Regions from separate parts of the Mus musculus genome. Here region 2 is linked to region 1. Evidence: chromatin contacts called from public promoter capture Hi-C data. All regions are on one chromosome and are shown on one strand. Each heading gives the region's core, a stretch centred on a gene start, on an enhancer-like site or on the middle of the called end of the contact. The rest is flanking DNA. Distances are from core to core; before and after follow the strand shown.

Region 1 (3,519 bases), core at 743-3,242:
TCTAATTGTTGCCTTGTAGCACCTTCCCATCTGTTTCACTCACCCTAAAAGGAAAGACTACTGACTACTCAGCAGCGAGCTAATGACTTTGCTTTGACATCTTGTTTGCAATAAAATATTTGTAAGTGTTAATTTTGTGTGTGGGAGCCTAGACCTCCTATATGTTAGGCAAGTGTTCTACACATTGAACACTATCTTAAACCCCTTTAAAAATTGTATTTTGAGACAGGGTGTGGCTAAGTTACCCAGCTGGCTTTGAAGTTGTGATGTTCCTGTCTCAGCCTTCCAAAGGCCTAGAATTAACGGCCTGTACCACCAGGCTCAGAAAAGTGTTAAAATACTTTTAAGGAAAGACAAGTAGTTATTTTGATGACCATAGGAATTAAGCATAGGGAGGAAAACATTCCTAGAAGGGTATGGTGCTGCAAACCTGCTGATCCTGCACCTGGGAGGCAAGGCAGGTGGTTCTTGGTAAATTCAAGGCCAGCCTGGTTGATGTTAACAGTTCTTGGCTAGCCAGAACTACACAGTGAGACTCTGTCTCAAAACAACAACACATTCCAAAAGAATGTACACACTAAAAATGACTTAATACTAAGAATAAAATATGAAAACCTATTATATTACTTTCTGTGAAGAAAATGCAGCATTAGGTGATCTAGCCAGTCACGTAGTTGGTCAGTAATGAGAAAACCTGATTTGACATGTGCCAGGTCCATAATACTTTCATTTATGACATTAAATATAGAATTGGCAATCAACAGAAAGCTTGTTTTTGGCTTGTTTTTGAGAAGGATGTAGCTAGCTTTACTTGTGTGGTCAACAGAGACCAGGTTAAAGTTTGGTGGTGATGGGGGTGGGGTAGCAGATCTAAGTCTCAAATTGAACCCACATCCCCAAATCTAGCTTTAGAAAACAAACAAAATCCAGACCAAATATAAAACAAAACATTTTCCAGCTTAACACCTCCTCACATGTCTAGAAGCAAAGTCTCTTTTCTAAGGGATCTTAACCCCTTCGTGTGCCTTTCCCAACTGTTCTCAAGCTTTCCCGGCGGTACAAGCATCTAACAAAGACTATGAACACCCCACTCCCACACAAGCTTTTTTTTTTTTTTTTTTTTGAACGCAGCATTTCTCGCTGGTTAGTCCCACTGGGAGGAGACAAGGTGTTAAGGCTATGAACACGCCTGCCCTCAGAAATGATCATGTTCAGAAAGGTCAACGCACTTACCTCATTTGTTTATGCAGGGCATAGGCTTCGATCAGAGAGTGGACCATACTGGCCTGAAACAGCATCAAAGAAAGGCAGAGCAGTCTCCTTAAGGTTCAATGTACTGAAATGCCATTAACAACAACAGCCTGCGCGGAGAACTAACTACTTTCTCTCTTCTCCCTTCTGTCACTTTAACAGAATACACTTAAGACAAACACAGAGTCTCAAAATCGCCAAGATTCGAAGCTCCCCAGCTTTACTAACGCAAGTGATGGAATACTCTCTCCTAACAGTTTGTGGTCCAGGACCCCCTATTGGTAACTCCGCTCACCTCTGCGCCAATCCTTCCCCTCCCCCGCCCCCCGCCCCCACTCGAGCGTTGGATGCCCCACTGCGCTCTCTGAAGGTAATGAACCACTTCCTTCTGCTCGGCTTGGCGTGCCTGGCACTGCTAGTTACATTTTTGCTGAAGGTATCCTTCAGTCCAGTTTTCTCGTTTCCTAATGTACTCCCTTTCACACCCTCCCACCCCCATCCCCGCAAACCGTGGTCTTTGATCCAGACCTCTCTTACCCGTTTGGGGACCTTCACAAGGGAGTCGCAGATGCTGACATACTCGGGACTGTAAATATAAACCGGGGGTAGTGAATGCCCACTGTTGGCGGGTTCCTCTGGCATCTCCATCTCCCACTTCCAACCGTCCGCGAGCCAAAGTCTGGAGCCAACAGTTTTCAGACTCAGCCTGAGCTCCAGTTCCTGCTCCTCTGTTCAGCCCCAGCGGTGCTCCCTTGTCAACATTCCCTCCTATTTAGATCGCCGGAGACAGTTTCCCTGGTCCCTCGTCCAACTACAGGGATGGATGGGCCCTTCCAGACCAGATGCCTTCTACTGATGACCACAGTTCAAAAAAGGTGCCTGACAGATATAAAAACCAAATAACTGCCAATTGGGATCAATTTTTTCATGGCACAAGTAGCACGGTCAAAAGTAACCAGCCTTGTTGCCCTACGGGGCCATTTGAAATGAGGTCAGACCAGCTCCAAAGCATGCTGGGAGATGTAGTTTTAAAGGAGTATGGTAACAGAAAGAAACACAGCTAAACACTAAAAAAACGTGGTTTCAAGTTTTGGCGCTAAGAGTCTGAACTCTTTTAAGTTTTCAAACTGCAAATATCATTTAAATATTTAAATAGAGGTAAACTATACATTCAATAGCAGGCAAGACCACCACCCAGCTACATTAGCTAATGGTGCTAAGGCTGAGGATTGTTTGAAATGTTTACAGAGTAAATTTCGTGCTGCAACTTTAGTTCGCTACTTTTCATCACTGTCTGAAAGAGATTAACAGCCTCTCCAATAATCCACTCTGACAAACCCGATGTCACCTTCCTAAAACTGAGACAGGGACTGTGGAGCTTTCATGTGATGAAAAGCAAGGGTTCTCTCCCAAGTAGTGGGAAAACACACCTCCCCCATCCCCCAACACACAGCCACTTTTTCTTTCATTTGCTTCTGAAGCTAAACAACGGTTAGGGCAAATGTTTTAGGTTTGGTGTACAGGGTGTTAGTGTGTCCCCAGGCAGTGTTATTTCCACCAGAAGTTTGGGGGTTCTGGATGCCTACAAGATCTGAGCCTAGCTGGTCAATTCCCAGACTCCCAGCACTCAGACCATCCTCAACTGACACACTGAGGCCTCCGAGACAGGCCCAGATTTGTACTTTCTTTAAAAGACAAGCTTGCTTTAAACTTTTGTTTCGTGATAAGCACTTTGGATATTATCTTAATCCTTTCAACAGTTCTATGACGCAAGCTGTAACATGTCCACTTTGCAGATGTACTTTGGAGGGTAAAAACTATTCTCGGTCACACACTGAGGTAGGAAAACAATCCAAAATTAGCTCTACCTAACACCCAAAACCTAAATACTCCTTTTACTATGTGAATTTGATGCTTCCAGGTTGACTTTCTGCTATACCTGTGGTCAATATTCGATTTAGTATCCCAATACTTAATATTCTTGCAATCTTGAGGTATGTACGTGTGTGTGTGTGTGTGTGTGTGTGTGTGTGTGTGTGTGAGAGAGAGAGAGAGAGAGAGAGAGATATGCATTTGTTCTCCAATTAGAATGGAACAAGTTATGCTTCATTTGTATTTGTCTATAGAACTAGTTCAAAGCACTGTAATCATTCAGTTACCCAAGCACTTCTATGAACTGAGTGCACTATTAAGCACTTCTATGAACTAAGTGTACACTTTAGCTTTGGATTCAAAGATACACTGCACTCTCAGGGAATCTGCATTATA
Region 2 (3,937 bases), core at 628-3,127, 430 kb before region 1:
ATGTGCTCGTGCACATACACATGCTCGTGCTCTATCTCCTCCCTCTCTTGCTCCTGCTCTGGCTCCAGGACCCTAACGATAACTTCATCTTCTTCTTCATACTTATTCTCATCGCTATCCTCATTCTTCATCTCCTCCTCCTTGTCTTCCTCCTCCTCTTCCTCCTCCTCTTCCTCCTCGTCGTCGTCGTCTTCATCCTCCTCCTCAAATTCATAATCCTCATCCTCGTCCTCATCCTCCTCATCCTCCATCTCGTCTTCCTCTTTCCTCATCTCCTCCTCTTCCTCCCTCATCTCTTGTGGGAAAGCTGTCATGTGCTGCCTCTGATCCTTCAGATAAAGCCTGTACCCGCCTGCCTCTTCACCCTCACCCTCATTTTCACTGTAGAACTCCACACCTTCATTTTCATCCTCATTAGGAATTAGTGCAAAGGGGCAGCAGCTATTTTGAACTCCAGTGAGCGAGGCTGTCTTGGGGACACGCACTTTCCTTTCTATCTTGACACACTCAAGAATCAGCTCATCCAGGTCGGCCACTTCAGTTGACCATAAGAGTTCCTTTCGAAAAATTTCTGACAAGCCTTTGAGAAATTGGTTTTGGAGGCGACAGTCATCCCAAGACAAGAACTGGGCCAAGAACTGAAAAGCATCTGCATAGCTGCCCAGGGTACAGTTTCCCTGCTTGAGCTTGCGTATGGCCTTTTTAGCCACGCGTGAGGGGATGGGGCCACAGAATTCCTTACGGATTTCATCCAGGAAGCGCGGGAAGTTGGCATGCAAGGAGCTTCCTTCCTGAGTGACTGAGATAGCCCAGTCTCTCGCTTCCCCTGTGAAAAAGGAGATGAGAAATGCCACCCGTTCCGCGCCCCCAGGGAAGTGATCCTCGTGATCTGCTATGAAAGTCTCTAGCTGCATCAGAAATTCAGCCAGGTACACTGGGTCGCCTGAAAAGGGTTCTATGTCTGGCCGCTCCAGCGGTGGCAAAAGGAACTCAAAGGTTGGCTCCTTTAACATGGGGGAGTGCAGTTCCGGCTGGGACGGGCTGGGTGACAGAGGAGGGTCACTGGACCCGTCGGGGTTGGTATAGTCCTGGACCACATTAATCAAAAGATCATCTGAGACGTACTCGGGATCTGTGCGTGGAGGAGGCCAGCACAGGAAAGGCACCTCCTCCTCCTCCTCTTCCTCCTCCTCAGGAGTGGGATCAGTCTCATTGAGCAGGAACTCAAAGTTCTCCTCGGCAAGGACCGGTACTATGGGCATGGGCCAGCGGATGTAGCTCGAGACATTGCCCCGCAAGGAATTAACCTCGGCCAAGGCTCTTCCGAGCTGCAGGCCCAGCTGGACATTCTCTCCTCGAAGGGCATTTAACTCCTCTCGCAGGGCCACATTCGCCAAGCGGAGGCTATTGAGATTTCCCGCCGCTTCAGACATTGTGACAAGTTCCTGGGGCTTTGAGTGCTGGGCACTTGGGGGTAGGGAGTTATGGGGAGTGCAGGAGGAGGCAGAAATGAGGAGGTGGGCGTGGGAGGAGACCAACGTGCGGCGACAGGGCGACCCGGCGCAAGCGAGCCCGGGCCACACCCACAGGGGCTCGGTCCGGGACGCGTTACCTCGTGGCAGGGGTCGGAGAGAGAGCAGGCAGCAGCTCGGGACCTGGAGGCGGCAGGCGCAGGAGACAGACGAGACGCTGGCAGAGGTGACGCCAACAGAGGCAGGCAGAGTAGGAGGGAAGGGACTGCGGCAGGATCTGTCGAGGAAAAATCTTGCAGACAGCGATCCCTCTCGCCTTTTAAGCTCAGCTACGCGCGCCCCCCGCAGGGGCGGGCCTTCGGGAACCGAGGGAGCCCACTGGCTCCCGCGGCTGCGCTCTCACTCACTCTCTCCTTCCCTAGCTGCAGCTAACTCGGGTCGGGAAAATGCGACAGCGACTGCCCACTCGAGGTCGTCATGGCGACAGCCAGTGAACGTGTTCCTCTCCTCGGGCAGGCCCCCGAGTGTAGAGGAACTGCTTCGCGAGGCGCAGCTCAATCTCCAGAGCCTGTTGCAAGGTACTGCGAGGGTGGGGGGCTGCCTTAGAGGCAGCTGCGCAGCAGGAGGGAGGCAAAGAAGAAATGGGGAGCAGCAAAAGAAAAGAAAACAGTTCCAAACCATCTCTCTTTTCACCTTCCAGACTGATGATGCTAACATTCTGTTTCCAGTGCTGTTGCTCCCTTCCTCCCTCCCTTTTTGGTTCAGTAGTCCATAAAGGGAGAAAGGATACAGGCTGAGACAGGGTAGTGGTCAAGCAATTCACGGAGAAGGAAATGGGAGACTCCCTCAATGGGGACCCACATTCCTTCCAGCCCTCCTGTTATATAGCCCATGCCTTGGGATGCTGGCACCAGAAAACAAAGGGGTTTCTCCTTACCTGGACTTCACACACTCTGCTCTTGTAATAACCTCCCAACCACAATGAGCTCCTCCATATATCTCTCCAAGCTGAGGATGTAGCTTAGTGGTAGCATGTGCAAGGCCCAAGCTTCTATGTCCAGCACCACAAAAAAAAAAAAAAAGCCATCTCTTGTACCTTTGAGTTTCTCTTACTACTTGAGTTTTTCAGAGACACTGGACACAGGGCTGAATTCCCCCAGGAGGTGCCCAATGGATACGAAATGTACAAAATATCTTGTCAGTTCTTATATCTCCGTGCCAGCATATATTAATCCCAGTGCAGAACAGAAAACATCTGATGGGCCTCCCAAGGGGGATACAGTGGAAACCCCCAGCTCCCCGAAAAGGGCAGTAGTGACCTTAGAGAAGCAAGATGCTAAGAGATAATCATGAGCCCTGTGTCCAACAAGGAAGAGCTACCATGCAAGAGGGGGAGGGGAGTGAATGTGCTAGTTTAGCAAAGGTAGAATTAGGACCAGGAAGCAGAAACTCAGAGAGAGGCAGACCTCCACCTCCAGACAAAGAAAAACTTTTCCAACATGCCCAGGGGCCACAGTTCAAAGGGAAGAGTGCTCTTTGGGTATCTGCCCTGAGACTTAAGAGCACCTGGAAGGGCTTCTGAAGAGGGAATCGGAGCAGAGAGCGCAGACATTGCTGCAGAGAATCAGCCCTGAGAGCAGCCTCAGCACCAGATTCAGAGCACACAGAGCCTGGAATGTCCATTCTGACCTCTCACTTTCTGCATGTCATCTAAGCCATGGCTTTGGTCAGGCCCGTTCACATCTTACACATACTTCCGTCATCATGTGTCCATGAACTTGGCTGTCTTCTATGCCACCACCTTCGGTTTCCTGACTTTTAGCCTCCCTAGACCTGACCCCACCCACAGTGGAACCAGACCTAGAAAACATCAATCGTGAGTTCTTGCGGCCAGGTATGGCGGCACAAGCCTGTATGTAACTCCAGCACTCAAGAGACTGAGGCAGGAGGATCTTGAGTTCTGAAGCCAGCCTGGGCTACATGTAAAACTTTGTCTCAAAGAAAAACAAAGCAAACATAAGTTCTTGCAATCCAAGGCAGGGTTCCAGACTGGACTTCTCAGTGTGGTTCTCTTCCGGCTTCATGCACATTGCTCCTGAGCAGTGCTGGAGAACAGCTGAAGAGCTGCAGAGCCTCAGAGAATGGAACTTTAGCAAAGGATGTCCTAGGTGTGGGCTTCCAGTTGAGCACTTAAGGTGGGGACCACTAAGAGAAAGCTTGGTCCCCAAAGCAGCACAGCTTGGATTTACTGACTTTCTTTCTTCCTCTACTCTCATGGTCCTGGAAACCAAGCCCTTTTCCATTTCTGAATCCAATGGCCAGGAAATAGCTCAAAGAAGCCATCGAGTCAGCCTGGGCAGCTTGGTGTGGGAGACTGGCTCATGGTCCTTCCCTAGCCTGGCACCTGGCTGAGGCCCCCTAGAGTGTGTCTCCACTATGCTGTCTTTCAGAAGAATATGAGGAAC

Evidence for each region. Promoter capture Hi-C pulls out the DNA fragments that hold promoters and counts their contacts.
Region 2: a contact with region 1 is called in a promoter capture Hi-C map of pre-B cells, with 5 times the contacts expected there. The contact joins the promoter of Rtl5 here to the promoter of Hdac8 in region 1. A contact is called at or near these places in 7 of 39 promoter capture datasets (3T3-L1-derived adipocytes, the C10 cell line, HPC-7-derived erythroid cells and 3 more), 1 of 115 datasets of contacts at active chromatin or transcription factors (embryonic forebrain) and 1 of 9 other capture datasets (pancreatic islet).

The regions. Positions count from the first base shown.
Region 1 is chrX:102,503,166-102,506,684 of GRCm38.p6, forward strand. It overlaps Hdac8 (histone deacetylase 8), which reads right to left and starts at 1,993. Exons shown (of 11, transcript NM_027382.4): 1 at 1,789-1,993; 2 at 1,234-1,286. The coding sequence starts at 1,899. Gm32262 (a long non-coding RNA gene) reads left to right here. Exons shown (of 14, transcript XR_003953070.1): 14 at 1,414-2,161.
Region 2 is chrX:102,069,430-102,073,366 of GRCm38.p6, forward strand. Rtl5 (retrotransposon Gag like 5) reads right to left here and starts at 1,878. Exons shown (of 2, transcript NM_001278534.1): 1 at 1-1,878. The coding sequence starts at 1,433. It overlaps Nhsl2 (NHS-like 2), which reads left to right. Exons shown (of 8, transcript NM_001163610.1): 2 at 1,895-2,050; 3 at 3,923-3,937.